3 separate regions of the Zea mays genome follow, and regions 2 and 3 are each linked to region 1. Evidence: chromatin contacts called from public Hi-C data. All regions are on one chromosome and are shown on one strand. Each heading gives the region's core, a stretch centred on a gene start, on an enhancer-like site or on the middle of the called end of the contact. The rest is flanking DNA. Distances are from core to core; before and after follow the strand shown. Region 1 holds the start of LOC100502456 (nonsense-mediated mRNA decay NMD3 family protein). Region 2 holds the start of LOC103638903 (RING/FYVE/PHD zinc finger superfamily protein). Region 3 holds the start of LOC103638902 (protein transport protein sec31).

Region 1 (3,922 bases), core at 477-2,976:
TATGAGTGTTCCCTTCCACAGTTTCTTTCCCTTCATCCTCCTCATCGTCACCAAGGGTCAAGTCCTCAATCAGCTCCTCAATTGGCACCGTAGGGATATCATCACCAACTGTTGATGCCATCTCAGACCTATAGTCCTCATTTTTGTACAGATTCATCTTGGACCACATCCCTGAGTCCACCTCCAAATCCCTGAGGAAAGCCTCGTACTCATCTAGCCTCTTCTCTTCCTCGCCCTTGGCCTTATTTGCAGCATCTTCCTCCACCGGCAACCTCTTAAGCTTCCATCGCCGTGTGCGAGGCCTCTTCTCATAGCTCTTCTTGACAAGAACCACCTCAGGTAAGCTGTACCGGGTCATAGCCATGTCCATGTCATCATCATTCAGGTTGGCACCATACAGATCATACCCAAGGGCGTGATCGCCAGGATTCAGCAGATGCCCAAGATGCGTCCTCACAGTAAAGATGGCGTCATTCTTCCCGAAATCTGACATCCGGGCAACCTGCGCATAAGCCAACTGGTACCGAGACCCATCGATGCAAATTTCAGGCGATTCTGGTTCAATGTCAAGCACAATGTACTCCACGAGCTGCTTGCTGGTGAGAGCTGCTTTGAAATTATAAACCCTGTATTTTTTCTCCTCCAGGTGGTGCACTCGCAGCGTGAGGGGGTCAAGAAGAGCAATGGCATTTGTGACCTTGACACAGAGCACGAGCGGGCCAAGGCCACCCATGTCCCGGGACGCCTGGGGGCTGAGCGCGATGAGGTCCTCGCGGCAGATGGGGCAGATTTCGACTGAAAAGGTGTACTTGTAATTGTAGACGCTGCTCTTGGTGTCGTGCGAGACGAGCTGCTTCGCTGTCTGAGTTTGGATAGGAGCGACGGTGGCGACGAAGTCGACCAGGCGGGCGGCATGGGAGCGCGAGCCGAAGAAGAAGTCGAGGCCTTCGGGGGCGGCCGCGACTCGGATCGCGAGGGAAGCCTGGCCGTGCTTGAGGAGGAGCTGCTCGAGGTAGAGGAAAGTGCGGCGGTGGGGCACGTGCTGGCGCAGCTGGACGACGGCAACCCACTGGTCGGGGTTGGCCTGCGCGCGGGAGCAGGAGTCGCACAACCGGTCGTGGACGACGAACTCCACTGGGTGCGTCTGCTCGAGGACGATGCCGTGGAGCACCTCGCGGCGGAGGCGGAGCTTGAGGCGGAGGCGCTTGGAGTGGGGCTCGGAGAAGACGAACTCGGCGCCGGAGAGGGAGACGCGGAGCCGCGCGAGCGGGCGGTTGATTCGGCGGAGCAGGATCTGCATGAGCTCGGGCGACTCGGGTGCGGCGCGGAGCCAGGACCGCGGCGGCTGGAGGTAGGAGGAGCAGTCGGGGCAGTAAACCACGGCGGCGTGGCGCGGGACGCCCTCGGTGATGTCGACGCGCGCGCGCAGGCAGCGCGCGCACATGTTGGCCGGGTTGGGCTGCATGGACACGCCGCACATGCAGCAGAGCACCGTGCCAGCCGTCGCCGCCGGCACGAACATGCCGGTGCCGCCGGCCGCCGGGGCCGATCCGGGCTGCATCCTGATTACAACTGAATCGACAAGGGGATCGGGATGGAGACGCAGGAACTACCTAGCGACGAGGGATTATAGGAATTGGTGGAGAATTGTCCTAGGGTTTTGTAATCGCAGGGGAAGGAGGAAGGCGGCGGCGACGCGAGAGCGGTGGTGACGAATACGATGACGGAGTCCACGGTCACGTGGGCTTCTCGATTAAGGGCTGCGATGCCTCCTGAATCCTGATGCTATGGGCTTTTAGACTACGTGAATTCATGGGCCGTGAAGTCTGTACTGCCTCTTCCTTCCTTCTCGACTCCCGTGACCCGTCGCCATAGCGGTAGAAAAGGAATGGAACGGAGCCGCGAACAAATAAACCAATTGTCTACAGATTTGCAGAATTCGATTCTTCAAAAAGTTTTTGCCTTCCTTAAACAAAAGTGTTTTCCTACCTTTTTAAAGCTAGTTTGAGAACCTCATTTACTCAAAAGAAATTAGTTCATTTCGCCATGTAAAAATGAAGTTACCAAACTATCTCTTAACAAAAAGAGTTTTTTCCTCGGGCAAAATAGAACATGAAGGCGCTGCAACCTGCATGCATCGCGCTAGTTCAATTCTTGCAATGTTCTGATACCACCAGAATTATCATAGTAAACAAACTAAAGATGCATTGATCAATCTTAAAGCAAACGCTTATTTATCTACAGGAGCATAGTTGATACGTAGAATTGTGAGGAAGATCATCATGTCCTACCTTAGGTAGTCTTACAACGCCGACTGAGAAGCGAAAACAACTAACTCACGATGCTACTGCGACTTGAGTGAATATTCATTCACAAGCAATTGACAAGATGACAATCCAAGAACAGAAGAAGCTACATGCCCGAATATCATATGGGTGCATGGTAGGTTTTCGAACCTGGACTGGAAACCGGCTTTCATTTTAATCCCTCTTTCAAGCCCCATTTAGAATGCAGCAATTTACAACTTTGCAAAGCATCCTACCCAAAACAACCAAAGCAAATGAGTTCTGAGCATTATTTTTTTAGTTCATATAGAGAATATGAAAGCAGAACAGGTACATGAAATGTGTGTAAGCTTTACTCTACCCTCTAAAACTCTCAGAGAACTTCTCTGCGCATGTGGTCCAGTGTCCCACCAGATCGGTCCGGTGCGTGAGACAACAACAAAGTTATCATTTTCCTTCACTTCTTCTTCCATTTGATTTGACCTTTCTTGAGCACCTTTCTATTAGTTAGATAAACATGGTTAGAGTATAATCCAATGAACTAAGTCATATAGACTCACCTCTATGTCATCTTCTCCATCGTTTACCTATTTCACCTCAAACAAATACCAAAAATGGCACTTCCACTATAGATCAAGTTAGAGTGCAAATCAAAGTGCCAATAACAAAGTAAAAATGTGTATGGAACATATTCAAATACACAAACCTCTCATATTTAACCTTTTCCATCATGATGTCCTTTTTTTACCTATTTGAGCTCAGTGTTGGACTCCAAAACTTCAAGTCACATAACTTGATCACTCTAGCTATATCTTGAGTTCCAAAACCTTCCAACGGTCAACAAAGACCTTTCCAAACACAAAAATGACCCAAACTCCTTATCAAAGTAAACTTAGCTCTTTGGGGCCTTCCAAGTTCTAGCTTTGATACTTCTACACTTCTTGTGACCATGACTCCACTAGAGCTAGGATCTTGAGCCTTGTGACTTGAACCATAAAACCATATGAGTTACCTTGATGGCTTCAAGTCACGTCCTTATGTCATGGTATTCAATGTTGCATGTCTCTTCCCTATCTGATCAACCTTGACCTTTGCAAAAACTTCTTCTTCGTATTGGTCTTAGGCACCTCAGTCCTGTTGACCTTCTCCCTTGTTTTAGTCCCTCGAAGTCCTTCTTGTCTTTATCCTTAATTCAATCAACTTTCTCTAAGCTATGAACATTGAATCCAACTTGGCAATGTCCATCCTTCACATTGACTTGGGATATCCATAATCCATAGTTAACTCATAGAATATCACACTAGACTCCCTATGTTGAACTTTGTTAGCTTTACACTAAAAACATGTTCAACACTTAACATATTAGTTAGACCTTTAATTATGTTGTGTTGTTATTGAAAGGGAAATATGTCCATGGGCCATTTCTATATTGTTTTGTTGATTAGATGCACAACACATTATGTTTAAACTAACATGGTGTATAAGCAAAGGTATATGAAGCAAATTGAACTCCGAAGAGGACAAAGTGCAAATATAGATGAACCAAGTGAAAAGGTAAGCTCTGGACGCTTAGTAAATTGTTTTGTATGCTAATCATATTTGTTTAAGTGCAAGGTACTTTATGAAGTCAAGTCCAA
Region 2 (3,922 bases), core at 770-3,269, 240 kb after region 1:
TTGGCTAAAATTGTTAGTAGAATTAGCTAGCTAACAAATAGCTAATTAATTTACCAAAAATACCTAATAGCTAAACTATCAGCTAGGGTGTTTAGATGTCTCAACTAATTTTAGCTACTAATTATTAGTTTTAGTAAATTCAAACACCTCTATATTCTGGGTCTAAATATATATATATATATATATATATATATATATATATATATATATATATATATATATATATATATATATATATATATATATATATATATATATATATATATATATATATATATTACAAAGATTACCTTCAGAAAACCTTAATCATATATATAGTCGTATGCGTTATAGTATCACAAAGATTACCTTCCCCAACCAACGAGCATTTAGGTTGAGCCACTGGTGGAAAATCATTACAATTAGAATGTGTCCATGATTTAGGGTTATGTATGTACCTCAAGGAAGTCGATCTTGGTTAGTTATTCAGAGAGTTAGCTTAGGTATTTGTATTATTGTTGCTCAATGCCAAAATTGGTACGATTTTGTCCATTGTAGGCCAACACTTGTTTAAAAGAGGTAGTTTTAGCATGAAAATAAATGAATTAATGTTTCCAGATGGTGGCGCCAAGCCATTTTTTTCTAAGACGAACAAGGTTGGGTCCATGCCAGATTTTCTTAGGTCTACCAAGATATCTCCACAAAAGTTCTATGTTTTTAAAAAATGTTTTTATTATTATATGACATACAGATAGAATCTGGGATCCAAATTAAACTATCAGCCAAACCGTTTTACAAAGTGGTTCTAATTCATTACCAGAAATATTTCTTGAAAGAATCTATATCCAAAACATTTCTACGTGATTCTGGATCTTTATCGATAACACGCTCAGTACAGATCGATCCAAATTATCTCATAGATGTTTCAAATCCAAATTCTCGTTAGAGATGTCTATTGGAGGAAACAAATTTTCTTAGCTAAAATTGGTGCCATTTGGCTATGATCAATCCAAATCTCCTAGAAATAAACTGTAATAATTGTAAAGCACCTATTTAGGTGATTGTTCTTTCTTAGTTCAAAACATAAAAAACGTCTATGGACGTTCGACAAAGAACTACTTAAAAGAAAACAACGCTTTGGCCGATTTTTTTCAACCAAATGCCCCCTAGCTGTTGTGCTATTGATTCTTGGAAGCACATGGAAGTTATCTATTATTACTCACTAGGGTTGAAAAATAAGCTCGAGTCCTGCGAGTCAGCTCAAACTGGAAGTTGCTTGTGAGTTTCGAGCGGGCCAAGCTAAGCTAATTTTCTAATTCGTGCGTCGCTTTATATTGTGTCAGTCCAAGGGTAGTCGCTGTGTCACCCGTTATGCCTAAATTTGAGGCACACCACGACCCGACCATTTCGGCAGTGCCAACTTGGTCTATTTTTTCGTGTCAGGTCGTGCTTTAAACTCATAATTTAGGTCCGTGTCTATGCAACCCCAAATGATCTGGTCCAAACTTTTAAGTCTAGTTGCAAGAAAACAAAATCAACAAAAAACATTTTTTATTAGGTTAATATCTATAAACTACAATAAAAAGGTTCTTTTTCTTTGGTGGGACGAGGGCTATAAAGAGTTGCCAAACAAAACGACGCCGGTCACAAGAGATGTATTTATTTATTAGTCCCAAATAGGAAAATATTTATAGTTGCAACACATAAATCGATGCCAAAGCATGAAATCAGGAATAAAACTAATATTTTTTGTTACACGCATACTATTCCGGTCTTATTGTTACAGGTGCGAGTTAAATACATTAAAAAATTCTTACAGATGAATTAGTATACATGCTTGTATAATATACAGATGCATTAGTATACATGTTTGTATAATATCTCCAAGCATGACCAGTATACCAGCTGTCCACAATGACCAGTATAGCAGCCGGAGAACCAAAGACTGACCTGTGGCTACGGCCCCTCACTCAGGAAAACAAGTGGGCCCAAGAAGTCAGCGAGTAATAGGGTCGCGAGCTACCGTTCCATTCCGTTCCCATCTCGCCCGTCTCCCGTCGCGTCACCGTCACGTCCCCCGAGTCCAAATTTCTAAAGCACTCCCAGTACTGGTCTCTCTCCTCGCCTCTCCTCTTGTCGTCCTCTGCTCCTCCGCGGCGTTGCTGCTTCCTCGCCACGCCATACCTGCGCGAACCCCTCCCAATCCGATCCCCTCTCGTCTTCGTTTCCTTCCCCTCGCCGGACTCCGTCTTTCGCCCTAGTATGGAAGAGAGCTGAGGCTGTTCGGTGCCCACGTCGGGAGTTAGGGCCGGAGGTGTGGCCGATCGGCGGGGACGGAGTGAGTGTAATGAGCGGGCCACAGGAGCGTAACATGAGGGATCTGTACAATCGCACTCGCCACAAAGATTTTCCGGCTCTAGAGGTGCGTCGAGCCGCATCCACCACGGTGCTGTGGCGTACGCGTTGTTGTTGGGGCCTTGTGGTAGTTGTTAGTTTCCCCAATAGGATGAGATGTGCTGTGTTAGGAGTTCGTGGATTCGAAGGTTTGCAAACGACGCATGCTGGCGTACTTATGATTCAGGTTTCCTTATGCTTTCTGAGGATACACGATTTTACCAGGAGACGAATCGAAATTCATCGAATATATACACCAGTTTCGGTTTGATTTGAGTTTCTCTTTTGAGTATATCAATTCCGCTGAATCGAATTTCGGTCTTCAACTGATTTTTAATGTATTACAGCCGATGCTGCAGTTCGGTTTGGTGATTGATGCGTATTGTTTCTGCTGTGTAGGAATCAGCCGAAGGGCGCAGCGGAGGACGCCCGTCGGGATCGGAGCAACGGGAACTCGCCTCTAAGATGGAGGTGAGCATTGGAGGCATGAGTATTTCCCTGCATATGCATGGGAATATTTTGGTCCTTGATTTTCGTTAGAATATACTTGCTGCCCTTTGATCATCTGATGCTCAGAAGTGATTTCCTTTTAGATTGTTCCTCTTCACTTGTATGCTTGTATACTCAGACGCCTCCAGTTTAGTGGCGGCGAGTGTGATTCCGATGCTGTAGGAAAAGAATATATCACCACCATTTCTGCATCTCCTTTTTTTGTATTAGCTATTGTTACTTTGCAAGTGGAAGCTTCTTTAATGATCATTCATTACATTTTTCTTTGTTATGGTATTATGACACATTGATGTTTTTCAAGTAAACCTAACACGTTCTAAATTGTTCACAAGACATTCTTGTTGTCATGTGTAGATTTTTGGTTGAACAGTCCACCATTGTCTAAATCTGAAGTCATTATTGTCTATCTTGATATATCTTATTTAATATAGCTTATATAGTTTTAGGACAGCACACCAATTAGAAGGAAGTGCCCTGTAATGGTCAAACCCTAGAGACACTTATTGGTAACATTTGTGTTTTGTTGGTTTAAGTGACGATCTATCATATATGCAGTTAAACCATGCTCTCTTCCTGTTGTATCCATATCTTGAGTTCTTGACAGGCATGTAATGTTAGCTAAGAGTGCTACTTGTGCGGTTGTACCTTTTGGCCTTCATACTTATTTTTGCTGTGCATAAGTAATGATTTTAAGACTGATATATTGTTTTATATTTGTAGGACAAGGCTGTGGTAAGGAAAAGATTGGTATCAAGCAATAACACTCATGCCAAAGTAGAATCTGGCACCTGTAATGTCTGTTATGCCCCTTGCTCCTCTTGTTTACACCCACATATTCGGGTTGTGGATTCGAATGTTGAATGTGCATCCTCTCAGACATGCTCCACAAGGTCAGAAGTAAAAAACAATTCACTCGTTCGTAATGAGAAAGGGCTTTGTAGTAAAGGAGAAAACGATGATGAGTTTAGTGCAACCTCAGGTCATGTTTCCGACTCTGTGGTTGCAAGAGCATCCATTGCAGACGATTCATCAGAGGTTA
Region 3 (3,922 bases), core at 679-3,178, 130 kb after region 1:
TGGTGTTTGGGCTGGAGAGGAAGGAAAGGAACCTGCTGATGGTTAGGTTGGTACTGCTGCTATGAAACGGTCCTCTTGCGCGTCGTCTGTGCTCTGGTCAGTGACGACGTGTCGATCTGCTACTTAAGCTAAGCTAGCTAGGAGAGTTAGGGTTCATGGTCTCACCCCCCGCTGTTGTGCCCCTGAGTAAGATTAATTTAATTTGAATTAGTCGCTCTCATAATGCTGCGAGTTGTGATGGTTTCCTGATCAGATCTTCACCTTCTAGGCTAGTTAAAATATCATTTCTCTAGTACTATGGATCATGGATTTACTTGGATACTTGGGTTTAATTCAGGAATTTGATCGTATTCTGTGTTGTTTTGCTCTCTTTTGTTCCGCTGCTGATCGTTCGTGCATTCTAGCTGGTACTAGTATCTAAGTGGTGAGAGGTGACTGCTATGTCTCAACGAGGATTTGTTTGACCTGCAAAGTTTGCCTGAGGCTCTGTTTGGTTTATTTAGTCCAGAAGTCTGGTGTTTGGTTTCTTTAGTCCAAAAGTCTGGTTAGGAGACTAAAGTTTAGTCTCTACCTTGTTTAGTTCTAGAGACTAAAACTATTTAAAACACATTAAAGGGATCATAAGAGGACTAAAATACCTTTTAGCATTCTCCGTGTAACTGAAATGAAGGATGGGCAAAAGGTGAAATTTATATGGTTTAGTCCATTTTATTCACCCCAGAGACTGAAACATTTTAGTTTTAACTTTAGTCCTACCGTTTGGCAATTTAGTGACTAAATGAGACTAAAATAAAGGGACTAATCTTTAGTTCCTTTTAACCAAACGGGGTCTAAAGTGGGCATCAGATAGCACTTGAGCTGAAGGAGATTGCTCCACTGGCAGCTCGCATCATCTTCCTTTTGGAGGATGCAGACTAGAGCTACAGATATGGTCAAGAGAAATTTACGACGTGTTTGGTTTGCTCTTTAGTTTGTAGAATGATGTTTTATTCCTCGTAGACTAATAATTAGTAATAATTCTTTTTTGAGAATGCCACCACGTAGAACCAGAGCACTGCTTTAGAGCAGCGTCCCATGGGACCATCTACAAATGCAGCTCGATGGAGTAGTGTTCGATCCATCGGACCATCTACAAGTCCAGCTCGCTCTACTGTTGTAATAGTGAGAGTGTTGACATTCAGCTTCGTAGCTTTGGCAAATTAGGCCGAGGGTCTGAAGCGGCGGCCCAACCGGTCATCTGGGCTGCAGCCTATGGTACCCAGCATAGTCCTGAGCATTCTCCTTGAGGGCCTTTTGGCAACAATATTGTAATTTTATAACTGTCATAACAATAATTAATCTTTTCTAACAACATATTAATATATAATTATTGTATACTAAATGATTTTAATTTTGGGTGCGTGGTCGATATGGAAACATAGGAATAGGTGTGTGTTTGATGGTTGTAGCCCAAGTGTTGAGATCACCCTCTCGACAGCAAGGGAGGAGATGATGTGCTGGCATTTGCTGGCGCTAAAGCTCTCTTTTTTCTTATCTAGAGGAGTTGTCTTAGGAGTGGTGTGAAAGTCTGTATACGGTGGTGTGTGTCGGTTAAGTGTGTTGCTCGTGTTTTGGAGTTTCACCTCATTTTCTTCTTAATAATAAAAACAGGCAGATCTACTGCGTATTAAAAAATAATTTTAATTTATTTGAAAGTGGAATATATATAAAATTATAATACGAAACAAACGGAGCCGTATTATATAATGTGCTGTTTGCACGGTACCCAAGAAAATGCAGCACCTACCTGATGCTGGGATTTTATTTCACAGCGCACATAATCCGATGCTAAAAATGATCTATATTTGGATGCATAACGTATTTTCAAAATCTGATACTCATTATCTGCCATGAACTAAACAAGGCAAACAAAATAACTCATACAGGCAACCAGCACCTAAATGCCGTGCCGCGTCCTACCCGGGCCGCTGCCTCCACCAAAAAGCGTAACCGCACAAATTCCACCGATCCCCCTCGCCCCGGTCAAATCCTCTAGCCTCCCTGTGCCCGGCGGCGAGCCCCATGGATCCTTCCGTCGCCCGGCGGCAGGAGGCGGAGCGGTTTATGAACATCGCCGAGAAGCTCCTGATGGCGCGGGACCTCGAGGGCTGCAAGCAGTTCGTCGCCCAAGCCCTTTCCTTCGACCCCCGCACCCCGGGCGCCGACGACCTCCTCGCCGCCGCCGATGCCCTCCTCGCGGCCCAGCGTCGGCGCCTCCCGTCCGGGCCCCTCGACCCCTACGCCGTCCTTGGCCTCGACTCCGCCGTCCCGGCCTCCCGCGACCCCGACGTCGTGCATTCCCATTACCGCCGCCTCTCCCTCTTGCTCAACCGCTCCCACCCCGACCGTCCCTGCTCCCTCGCCTTCGCCGAAGCCGCCCGCCTCGTCGCCGACGCTTGGGCCTTCCTGTCAGATCCCCTCCGCAAAGCCTCCCTCGACTCCGACCTCGACGCCGCCGCCGCTGCAACTAACGCAGCGGCAGCCGCCGCCGCCGCCGCCGCCGCTCGTGTACCCATCGATCCCCATCCAGAGAAGCAGAATCAGCTGCAGTCACAGCCTCCTCCGCCGCCGCCACTTGCTCCGCAGCCAATGCAGACTGTGTCAGGCACGCCGCCACCAAAGCGCGGGCGGCCGCCGCGGGCTGCCAAAACGCCGGCGACGCCGCCTGCTCCGCAGACCGTTTCGGGCACGTCGCCAACAAAGCGCGGCCGGCCGCCGCGGGCTGCCAAACAATCGCCTGAGGTTGAACGGAACCAGGAGGGGGAAGCTCAACAGGCGCCAGTCTTCTGGACAGCTTGTCCCTCCTGCTGCCATTTACACCAGTACGACCACTCCTACGAGTCGCAAACGCTGCTTTGCCCTAGCTGCCGCCGGCCGTTTGTTGCCACTGCAATGTCCACGCAGCCGCCCATCGTGCCAGGCACAGACATGTATTACTGCTCCTGGGGGTTCTTCCCAATGGGTTTCCCTGGTGGTCCTGCATTCGCTGAACCACTCAATTCCCCGCAGCAGCAGGCACCTGCTGCTCTAGGATTTTATCCAATGGGGCCATACTTGCCATTACCAAGCCTAAGTGGCATTGTGGAAGGGGAAGGCAATAAGGCAGTTGATGCTGGCACTGGCATTCCTGTCATCCCAACAGTGGCAGCACCAGCATCAGCATCATCGCCAGCGCCGACAGCGGCAACACCAGTGGAGTTCTTACATGTGAAGGTTGGGGCAAAGAAGCGAGGGCGGCCCAAAGGCAGCAAGAACAAAAAAGCTGTGGTTGAGGTAAATTAGGGCTATGGAATGACACATGTGAAGGTTGGGGCAAAGAAGCGAGGATGCCCTGACTGCCTGAAGGCAGCAAGAACAAGAAAGTGGTGATTGAGATCGATTAGGGCTATGGCATGCTGATCGCTGCATCATTCGACATCTGCATCAGTTGTAAACTACATTGTGTATGTGTATGTGTATGGTTCTTTTCTTGCTTGCAGATGACTTGGGCACTGTAAGATGGTCGAGGGTTAGAGCTTCACCTCGATAGTTGGTCAAGAATCAGAGCTTCACCATTCATGAATTTTGGTGACTAGGTTTTTCTCCTTACTTCCATAGCGAAGTTTACCATAGTAGTCAGTTCAGGTGAGATCTGTTTTTTGTTTGTATCATCCCATTAGATGGGTGAGATGTTTCATATTGTAGGGTGGCAGCTGCTCAAGTGCCCATTATGCTGTCTGCAACTTGTAAAGATTAGGAGATGGATAATAAGCTATGTGAATGCACATTAATTATAAACACTCAGTGTGAAACTGTTGAAATTGCCAACTTTGCTTCGGCAATTTGGAATAGTTTGTCACACCTCTTGACTTGTCGCCTCAACGCGGGCACAGGCACAGCTGTT

What was found. Hi-C and Micro-C count contacts between places; a contact is called where the count stands out from the background.
Region 2: a contact with region 1 is called in a Hi-C map of leaf, with 2.3 times the contacts expected there. The contact joins the promoter of LOC103638903 here to the promoter of LOC100502456 in region 1. A contact is called at or near these places in 3 of 25 Hi-C or Micro-C datasets (bundle sheath and leaf).
Region 3: a contact with region 1 is called in a Hi-C map of ear, with 10 times the contacts expected there. The contact joins the promoter of LOC103638902 here to the promoter of LOC100502456 in region 1. A contact is called at or near these places in 16 of 25 Hi-C or Micro-C datasets (bundle sheath, ear, endosperm and 5 more) and 2 of 3 datasets of contacts at active chromatin or transcription factors (leaf and seedling).

The regions. Positions count from the first base shown.
Region 1 is chr9:118,113,480-118,117,401 of Zm-B73-REFERENCE-NAM-5.0, forward strand. LOC100502456 (nonsense-mediated mRNA decay NMD3 family protein) reads right to left here and starts at 1,727. Exons shown (of 1, transcript NM_001196934.2): 1 at 1-1,727. The coding sequence starts at 1,561.
Region 2 is chr9:118,354,467-118,358,388 of Zm-B73-REFERENCE-NAM-5.0, forward strand. It overlaps LOC103638903 (RING/FYVE/PHD zinc finger superfamily protein), which reads left to right and starts at 2,020. Exons shown (of 11, transcript XM_008661696.3): 1 at 2,020-2,401; 2 at 2,773-2,844; 3 at 3,604-3,922. The coding sequence starts at 2,327.
Region 3 is chr9:118,241,453-118,245,374 of Zm-B73-REFERENCE-NAM-5.0, forward strand. It overlaps LOC103638902 (protein transport protein sec31), which reads left to right and starts at 1,929. Exons shown (of 5, transcript XM_035962635.1): 1 at 1,929-3,922. The coding sequence starts at 2,062. The coding sequence ends at 3,321. LOC100192715 reads left to right here. Exons shown (of 5, transcript NM_001358085.1): 5 at 1-348.